3 separate regions of the Zea mays genome follow, and all the other regions are linked to region 2. A link is a contact called in public Hi-C data. All regions are on one chromosome and are shown on one strand. Each heading gives the region's core, a stretch centred on a gene start, on an enhancer-like site or on the middle of the called end of the contact. The rest is flanking DNA. Distances are from core to core; before and after follow the strand shown.

Region 1 (2,933 bases), core at 267-2,766, 340 kb after region 2:
CCTTTATCCACATGTAAATAGGCACCAGAACATAGTAGGCAGCACATATCGTTCCTACGAGGAAGCGGAAGAGGAAGGTGATCGGATTCACTGGCTTGCTGACATCCTCCGCCTTGGGACCAAGCTGCATAGGAAATAAAACGGAGAACTCATACCAAAGCCATTGAATGCCTACCTACTTGCAGGAAAATGAACAATCTAGAGTCTTAACGAGATGTGCCAGAACCAGAAGCGCCACCTCTTTCCATTGTTATTAGCAAAATGAAAAGGAAAAGGTACCTCCAAGGGAGAGTCACCGCGCTCTCTCTTGACGCCTGTGACGGAGCAGCCCATGATGAGGCCATGCCTTCGGACACCGCGGTACCACTTCGGTCCAATCCTCTTCAGCTTGACATCCCTAAACCCAGCCTTCTTGAACCACTCGATGTACTCTTCCTCCTTGGGGAAGAGCATCCACATGTCGGCGAAGAAGCGGGACAGCCAGAAGGTCGGGTAGACCGGGCCGATCACACAAGCTAGCCCACCAAATCTCAGGACCCTGTAGGCTTCCTTGATCCCCCGCTGTGGGTCTGGCCAGTACTCGATGCTGCAAAGCACCATGACAGGGCAGGAAAATCAGCAATCCGTACTTGGGTAGCTCAGCTGTCATACTAATGGCTTGTTTGGGAGCAAGGGGATGATTAATTCCCTTTAATCCCCTTCTTCCAAACAGGCCCTAATGGAATGTGCAATCATCGCAGCACCGCTTATTTGGAACATATTCACAATACGCACAGGATGGTATACACGGACAGTAGCGAATCGAGCGGCAGGGGAGGACGAGAAGAGACCTGCCGGCGGAGATGTATCGGTCGAAGGAGTCGGTGGGGAACGGGAGGTCCTCGGCGTCGCCCTCCATGATGGTGACCCCCTTGAGGGCCTCCTTCTGCCGGGCCTTGTCGAGCTGGTGCGGGGACTGGTCGAGCAGCGTGACGTTCTCCGGGTTGACGTGCTTGACGATGCCGAGCGTGGTGAACCCCGTGCCGCCGCCGACGTCGACGACCGTGAGGTGGCGGCTGAAGAGGTCGGCAGGTTCCAGCGCGTCGTCGCGCATGTCCTCGGTCCAGTGGCCCGGATTGATGACGTGGTCGTACACGATGGAGAGGAAGCGGTAGAACCAGAAGGCCTCCTTCTTGTGCTGGATGAAGCGCGGCGCCGTGGCGGGCCGCGCCGCCGCGGGGGACGACGACGCCGCGCATCGCAGCCTGGCGCCCACCGCGACGGGGCTGCTCATCCGCCTGGCGAGGGCGAGGGGGCGGGGGAGGCCGGCGGCCTTGGAGGGGCCGAGGAAGCCCAGCCCCGCGGGACCGCGGACCCTGCATCTACCCTGCGCGAGCGCCCGCGCGCCTCCGCCCGGCGCGTAGGTGGAGGCCATCGCCATTGCCGCCGCCCGCGCTGCGAAGATGAGGAGGGGGGATGCGACGAGGAGAGTGAGGCCACGCTCCTGGGACTGGAAGGGAGAGAGGATGTGTGGTGGCTGGTGGGCGTATTGGATGGATGGGCTGCGGCGCTGCGCGGTGCCGTCCTCTCCTTCTCACACACACGGCCCGCGCCTGCCCTACTGGCCGTGCCGCGTGTCGGCGTGTGTGCGCGCGCGTGCGCGCGGCATGTGGGCCAGGGACCGGCCTGCTTGGATGAACGGCAAATTTTTTTTGGAAGCCCAAGGTAGAGATTGGAAGTCAGAACTTCTTTTAGGGGTGTTTGGTTACACCCCGCTAAAATTTAGTCTCTGTCCCATCGAATGTTTGAACCTCCGTTCCGGATATTAAATGTAGTCGGATTATAAAACTAATTTGTCAGCCAAAGATTAAAAGACGAGACGAATCTAGTCCAGTTGGTTGGGTCTATATTTCATACTCATATTTAAAAGTCAAACGTTTGATGTGACCCGGGCTAAACTTTAGCAGGAGCAACCAAACACCCCCTTACGAAAAAAGAGTAGTAGTTTTTCTTAAAGAAACCTCTGCTGATACTCAGGAATCAGGCCTAGACCATGAATCGTTTCACTTTTAGTCAAACATTATTAACTTTGACCACATTTATATAAAAATATTAATATTTATAGTACATAATTAATATCGTTAGATAGATTTTTGAATTTATTTTTATAGTAAAGTTATTTGAAGATATAAATATTACTAATATATTTTATAAATCTAGTCAAACTTAAAAAGTTTGAGCGACAAACATTGGTGAACCTAGAGTAGGAGTCATCTGCGTGCTCTTCACAAGCAAGAGTCTTGGAGATCGTGTGGCTCGGTCTGGCGCCACGAACATGCTCAATCGACTTTCCTCTTACGGTATACTACAATACATGACCCGGGCGCGACCGAGGGAAAAAAAATCGCATGCTCAGTTCGACTGGTGGGCATGCATCCAGTGCAGTGTAGCTTCCAATTGACAAGATTACAAGAACATTCGACTACCTTTACCAGGGAGATGGCCATTAATTTGCCGGGGCACTGAACCAGCTACTAGCAAGTGGCTACTCTCTCTCTTTTCTTTTCTTTTTCTCTTTTTTATTCAGAGATTCACGTATAAACTAGCGAAACGTAAAATGATGCACCAAATAGGCTCGCCTTTTTAGTCAGTTTGCACTTTCTTCACAAGTGGGAATGGATGTTACATCAGCCAGAAAGCCTGGCGCGGTTCGCTGAGTATGGCATATTTTCCTGATATACAGCGAAGAGTAGAAGACTGTCAGTGAACCGACAAACATCATATGCATGGTACGCTGGATAGTGAACTGTTAGACCAACGGACCATGATAATGAACAAAGCAATGTGACCTATCGCTATATAGTCAAAACAAAGGCAGTGACGTGTACCTTTCACGGCTACAGATCAATGTAGACACGCAAGCCATCACGAGCTAACTGCACGTCAATCCCCTC
Region 2 (2,884 bases), core at 324-2,823:
TTGAAACCTATGCAGCAAAATCTCATCAGGTCTAGAGTGGTTACCCATCGCAAATCTCTACTTGCTGGTAAGCTGACTTGCACTAGATATATAGCCAGAAGGTTGCAAATTAAGAAGCTTCTCGCTTAGCTGTTTAGTGTGTACAACAAGTCCACCAGCTAGTCAGTCAAGCAGGGCCTTTTGCTGTTTAACCGTGTTGGCAAGTGTGCATTATATTATTGCTGTCTCAGCATCATCTGTTTACTTCGTTTGTCAGTTTCCACCAGCTACTCGACTTCTTCATCGCAGATATAAAGTCATAAACAAACGTGCCACAGATCTTACAAAAAAAAGTTCCGATTATTGTTGTCATCAAACTTCAAAAGACTCGATCAAAACAGATTTTCAACTCACACGAGACACGAACAATTCAACCACACCGAAGAACGCATACGATCCAGTAGTGGATGTAAACGTACGTAACAGTAGCTCAACACACGAACCGAACAAAGCCACACCACGAACATCTGTCTGTCAGATCATATTATCCAGCTCGGCCTCAGGGACAGGGACGAGATGGTCGGCCGGCACCGGCGCCCGCGCCTGCGGCGGCGCCGGCGCCGGGTCTAGGAGGCGCAGGTACTGCTTGATGCTGTGGAAGCGCAATGGCTCGAGCAAGGTAAGGAACGGCAGGGGGAAGCGCCCTGACCCGCCTGAGCTAAGCAGGCGAACGTTGGTGCCGGCGTCCGCGTACCCGAAGAAAGTCGGCGGCAGCGTGGGCACGACGTCGCGGTCGACGATGACGCGCTGCACGGACACGTGGCGCTGCCCGGCCACGAGCTCGTCGCAGAACGCCTGGTTGCCGACGCGGGGGGCCGCGAACGTCACGGCTCTGACGGCGGCCACCACCCCGAGCGCCGCCGCGGGGGCGGCGGCGTCCCACGCGGCCAGCAGGGCCAGCGCGCCGCCGAGGCTGTGCCCGGTGGCCGTGACGCGGATCTTCTCGCCGGGGTGCCTGCTCCTCACGTACGTCACCAGCCGGGTCAGCTCGGCCAGCACCTGGGTGCGCGCGCTGGTCCGCATGGCGCAGGCCTCGCAGCTGGACGTGTACAGGCTCTCGAAGCCCCTCTCCACCCGCACTGTCCCGGCCTGCTGCTCGCCGTGGATCGGAACGAGGACCGCCTGCAGGTCCTTGAGCAGCTCGTCCAGCGCCGACGTGCCGCGCCACACGACCGCGATGTCGCGGTACCCGACGCGGTCGCGCTCGGCGTCGGTCGCGAGGGCCACGTATCCGATCCAGTGCTGCTCGTGCTGGCAACCGTCGTCGTCGTTTCCCTCGTTCACGCCGTCGCCGGCCAAGATGTTGACGGTGGCGTAGATGAACGAGGTGGCCACGTAGCCGCTGCCGCCGAGGCCGACGGCGGGCAGCATGTCGGCCAGGGAGTAGCGGCAGGTGCCATTGTGGTCGTCGTAGGCGGCGTAGGCGGCCTGCGCGAGCTTGCAGTAGTTGAAGACCTGGCCTTCGTCTGCGGCCATGGTGTGTGGCTTCGTCTACACACTCTACACTAGCTAGCTAGGGCAACAACTTCCTCTTGTTCTATTGGCGCGTTATCACCATGATACACCTAAACACGTATTTATAGCCGCTTGGCCCTTGCAACTGTATGTATATTGTCGCAGCGACACAGCCCATGACTAGCTACATGGTTGAGATTCATTATATTATATACTCGTAAAAATGGCCGTATGTTGCTACAATTTTCATTTATGTTTAATTATAGAGTATAAAGTACAAAGACATGTATTCTGTTAGTTAGGTGGGTGTGAACGTGAGTTTAGAGCCAATGAACAATGGTTTAAATCTCTATTTATGTAGTATAATTTTAATTATTTTATCATTTAAATGTGTGGGAGCACAACGATGGTAGAAGCCGTGTAACCGTAAAAATAATTGGTGCTTTATACAGTAGAAGATATATGCTATGAAAATTCTCAACCTCATCCAATTCAAAATGTGCGTGTAGGCATTAGACAAACAATTAAAACTGTACTAACCACTAACCCACATATATAAGTAGTAAATGAGATGACACATGCATACACACATTTTGTTCGGATGAAGCCTTTGATATGGTCGTACAAAAAATATGAAACATCCACTTGTTGGCAACACGATGACTAAATGTGCTAATAATGTGCATGGCAGATGGACCTTAGCTTGACTAATACAAAAGCGCGTGACGTACTGCACGCGCGGTGACAAAAATTCATACCCCGGATGTAATTTCCCCCCTACTTTGCATATGGTGTAAGAGCTTCTTGATAGATTGTTTTTGCAGAATTCATATCCTTTCACCCACCACCCTCGTACGGCCATGTTCGGTTATTCTCATCATAGATTGGATATGAGATTAAAAAACTGAGAAAGATTTTGATTTGTTAATTAGGGATTTAAACACACACTCGATGCTTTCCAATCTGCACATGGATTGATATGTATTTATAGCCTCTTGGCCCTTGGTACTGTAGTATGTATATCGCAGCCCAGTGCAAGCTCCATCGACGAGATACTTTATATATATCCGATGGAAATTCTCAACTGGTTCCAGTTTAAAATGTGTGTAGGCATTAGACAAACACTTAAGACTGTAACCCACTAATTAACTCTCACTAGTCTAATACATTGCGACGGTACCCAACCAGATATTGATTGGACGAGCAAGCGGCACTTGAGAGTTTAATGGACCATCCACATAAAAATACCCATAATAAATGAATTTAATGTCAAAGTGAACATATTGTTTATATACCAGATATTGAACTGGTGAAACAAATATTACACTTGATCTCAGCCAAAAGACCGAAAAAATGAGTTGAAAAGAAGCCCCTATATTCGAATTAAATT
Region 3 (2,839 bases), core at 161-2,660, 360 kb before region 2:
GTTGCTGATTATCTGGTGGCGCAAAATGCAACTGATTGCTTGATCTATGTTTGCAACACATACATAATGAAATATTCTCTACAGTAATTCACACCACAGAAAGTTGTGGCATGTGTTCCGAATACAGCACACTATGCACTACTCTAGTGCTAGGGCGAAAAAATATGGCACGACTTTGGATGAATCAAGCATACCTGAAACACTGTGAACAACAGATGTCATGATTCCTTCCTTTGCAAGGCAAAGCACGACCAGGAGCAAGCACGGAGAAAAGCCACGCTAACTGCAACTACTCATGCAATGAAGCCACACTTAAACTGTCCTGAACACAAGCACAGAGCTCTGTTAGCAACCTGCAACCTATGGACTAAGCGCGCCAAGAAATTTTGTGAACCTAAGTGTGAGGAATCTTAGAGACCACAGAAGTTGCTTTTTTCAACAATATAAACCGGAGGCTAAACCTCTTACGGCAAGAAATTGATGGGGAATAATTCAAATGGGTGTAGGTGAGAAATATAAATACTCCAAGTGAATTGCCTGTGCGCAAGAAAAAGGCTGGCAGAGGAACCTGCGCCAGCGGCTAATTCTGCAAACAGCAAGGCGTACACTCTACACCTTCCTACCACCCGAGTAGCAAGTAGCTCGGCTGGCGTGACAATGCACGGCTATGCACAAAATACACACTCTACAAACTTCCTGGCACCCAAGTAGCTCGGCAGGCTTAACAATCTACAGCTACGTACAATATTCACGCCCGGGTTCGCAGCTGAGTGAACCGCCCTCGGTTACTGTGCGAATTCGAACCGTCTGTTCCGCTCGTGAAATTCGTGCGTCCAAACAGGCCGCCGCCGCAGCAGCAACATACGACGAGAATTCCTAGACGGGAGGACGCCAGGGACGGAGTCCGTGGGTGTCGAACGGAACCCTAAAGTTTCCGGGAGACAACCCGCGACGCCGCCGCGCGTCGGCGGCGGACTGGACGAGCCGACTCGAATTGCGGCGGAATTGTGTCGGGCAGGTGCGGCAGAGGGAGACAGAACCCACGGAGAAGTGCACGGGGGAGAGGGAATTCTCCGGATTGGACGGGCAAAAGCGCAGGGAACCTACACGCAGCACAGAGGGAGGCGCCGAGGATTCGGGGGCACAACCAACACTCACCGACGTGGGGAGGAGGAGCGAGCGCGCTCGGACCCGGGCGGCCGGACGAGGGCTGCGCGCGGAGGGAGCGGGAGGCGGCGGCGGCGGGCGGGGTCGTCTGGGGCGTGGCCGGCGGCGTGGCGATGGGGGCCGACGGGGCTTTGGGCCTCAAATTTGGGAGCCGGCTTGGAGGGGGAGGAACCAGGACCCGTCTGGGTGGTGGGGCCCACCGCTGGTGACCTGTATCAGAGTGGTCGCGTGGACCTGGATGCATCGCAGCCACAGATTTCTAGCGCCAATTTTTATAGACTTTATTTTTATTAATCTCCCTCATCTCTTTATTTGCTCCAGTTATTAGAAATTACAACGTGGTAAGACTTGTTTTAAAATTTTTCTATATATATTTACATCCTTGTTAGTTAGTAACTATCGCGAGTAGACTTCTCTTCTATAACTTTATTATAGTTAATTTAATAACCTCATCCTCATAGACAGTAAAATTCCGTTGTCGCGGTGGCGTACTGTGAAGGAAGAATCGCTTGGATTGGATCCTCTGCGGCACTCCACCACAGATGCTTCTAGTACCACCGTGCAAGTTCCACGTACGTACGTCCACAGTTTCTTGGCTAAGAACTTTTTTTTTTTGCAAATTTCCTGTGGCTGGTTTTGTTGCTTTGGAGTATGTTTGATTTTCTGTCTAACTTATCACACTTTACCTAACTTTTCTGTCTAAGGTTAGATTTTCAATTCGGATGACTAATCTTAGTTAGAGTGTGACAAAGTTAGCCACGAACCAAACAGGGTCCAGGTCTATCAGATTCTTTTAGGCCGTTTGGTGTGTTCCAAGATTCGTGTTGAGACGTGATCCTCAGAACGCGCCAGCACCATGAACTACATATGACTGGGCTCTGGACTGGAGCTTGCGGGTGGCCGAGGATGACAGAGCGGACGGCGGGTGAGGCCGAGGCGGCGGCGGGCTGGAGCCTGGAGCGGCGCCGTCGGGACCCGGCGGCGAGCGGCGCTGGGACAGACCCGAGGAAACAGTGGAACCTGCAGCAGACAGTGCAACCTCACTCGAAACTGAAACGATCTCATGTTTTTGTTGTGTATCTGAGATCAACGCTAGGGTGCGTAGACGACAGTTACCTGATGTGGGAGTAGATGGTTAGTAAACTGATGGCCAGATAAATTCTAGGTAGAACATGATAAGATGTCAAGTTATGATAAATTTTAAGGGCTTGTTTGGTTAGATCTAGATTAGGAAGGATTAGAGATGATTAAATTTACTTCTAGTCAAAATTAAATAGAAATAGATTTAATCATCTCTAATCTTCTTCTAGATTGAATAAACTCTAAGGCGTCGTTCGTTTCGGCCGGAACGGCCTATTCCCGGCCTCTTTCCAGGCGGGATGAATTAACCCGGCTTAAAATCCAGCCCAGTCTGTTAGAGCCGTTCGTTTTAATCTGGACTAGAAACAGACCCACCTGATTTGAATTCTCTTCGCTCAATTCTTGGTCTAGAACGAGTCCTGATGAGCTACCTCCCGAATTAGTTCTTGGTCTAGTGACTAGGAATTAGTGACAACATATGTATCACTTGATCCTGGGCTGCTTTCGATCCTAGCCTGGTTTGGACGCTGGCATGTCGAACGGGGCCTAACGGGGAAGGGGTGAAGCATATCAAGAAACATGGTACCACACG

Evidence for each region. A called contact is a pair of places that touch in the nucleus more often than the background predicts.
Region 1: a contact with region 2 is called in a Hi-C map of ear, with 4 times the contacts expected there. The contact joins the promoter of LOC100284931 here to the promoter of LOC100273941 in region 2. A contact is called at or near these places in 2 of 25 Hi-C or Micro-C datasets (ear and tassel).
Region 3: a Hi-C map of ear shows a contact between it and region 2, with 2.8 times the contacts expected there. The contact joins the promoter of LOC100284857 here to the promoter of LOC100273941 in region 2. A contact is called at or near these places in 2 of 25 Hi-C or Micro-C datasets (ear and tassel).

The regions. Positions count from the first base shown.
Region 1 is chr1:178,102,934-178,105,866 of Zm-B73-REFERENCE-NAM-5.0, forward strand. LOC100284931 reads right to left here and starts at 1,517. Exons shown (of 3, transcript NM_001372149.1): 1 at 831-1,517; 2 at 280-586; 3 at 1-124. The coding sequence starts at 1,420. It overlaps LOC100273038 (hydrolase-like protein), which reads right to left. Exons shown (of 10, transcript NM_001147487.1): 9 at 2,868-2,933; 10 at 2,177-2,711. The coding sequence ends at 2,877.
Region 2 is chr1:177,764,408-177,767,291 of Zm-B73-REFERENCE-NAM-5.0, forward strand. LOC100273941 reads right to left here and starts at 1,574. Exons shown (of 1, transcript NM_001148332.1): 1 at 196-1,574. The coding sequence starts at 1,515. The coding sequence ends at 514. It overlaps LOC111590625 (U2 spliceosomal RNA), which reads right to left and starts at 2,851; the gene lies at 2,664-2,851.
Region 3 is chr1:177,400,299-177,403,137 of Zm-B73-REFERENCE-NAM-5.0, forward strand. It overlaps LOC100284857, which reads right to left and starts at 1,411. Exons shown (of 5, transcript NM_001413141.1): 1 at 1,159-1,411; 2 at 195-322. The coding sequence starts at 222.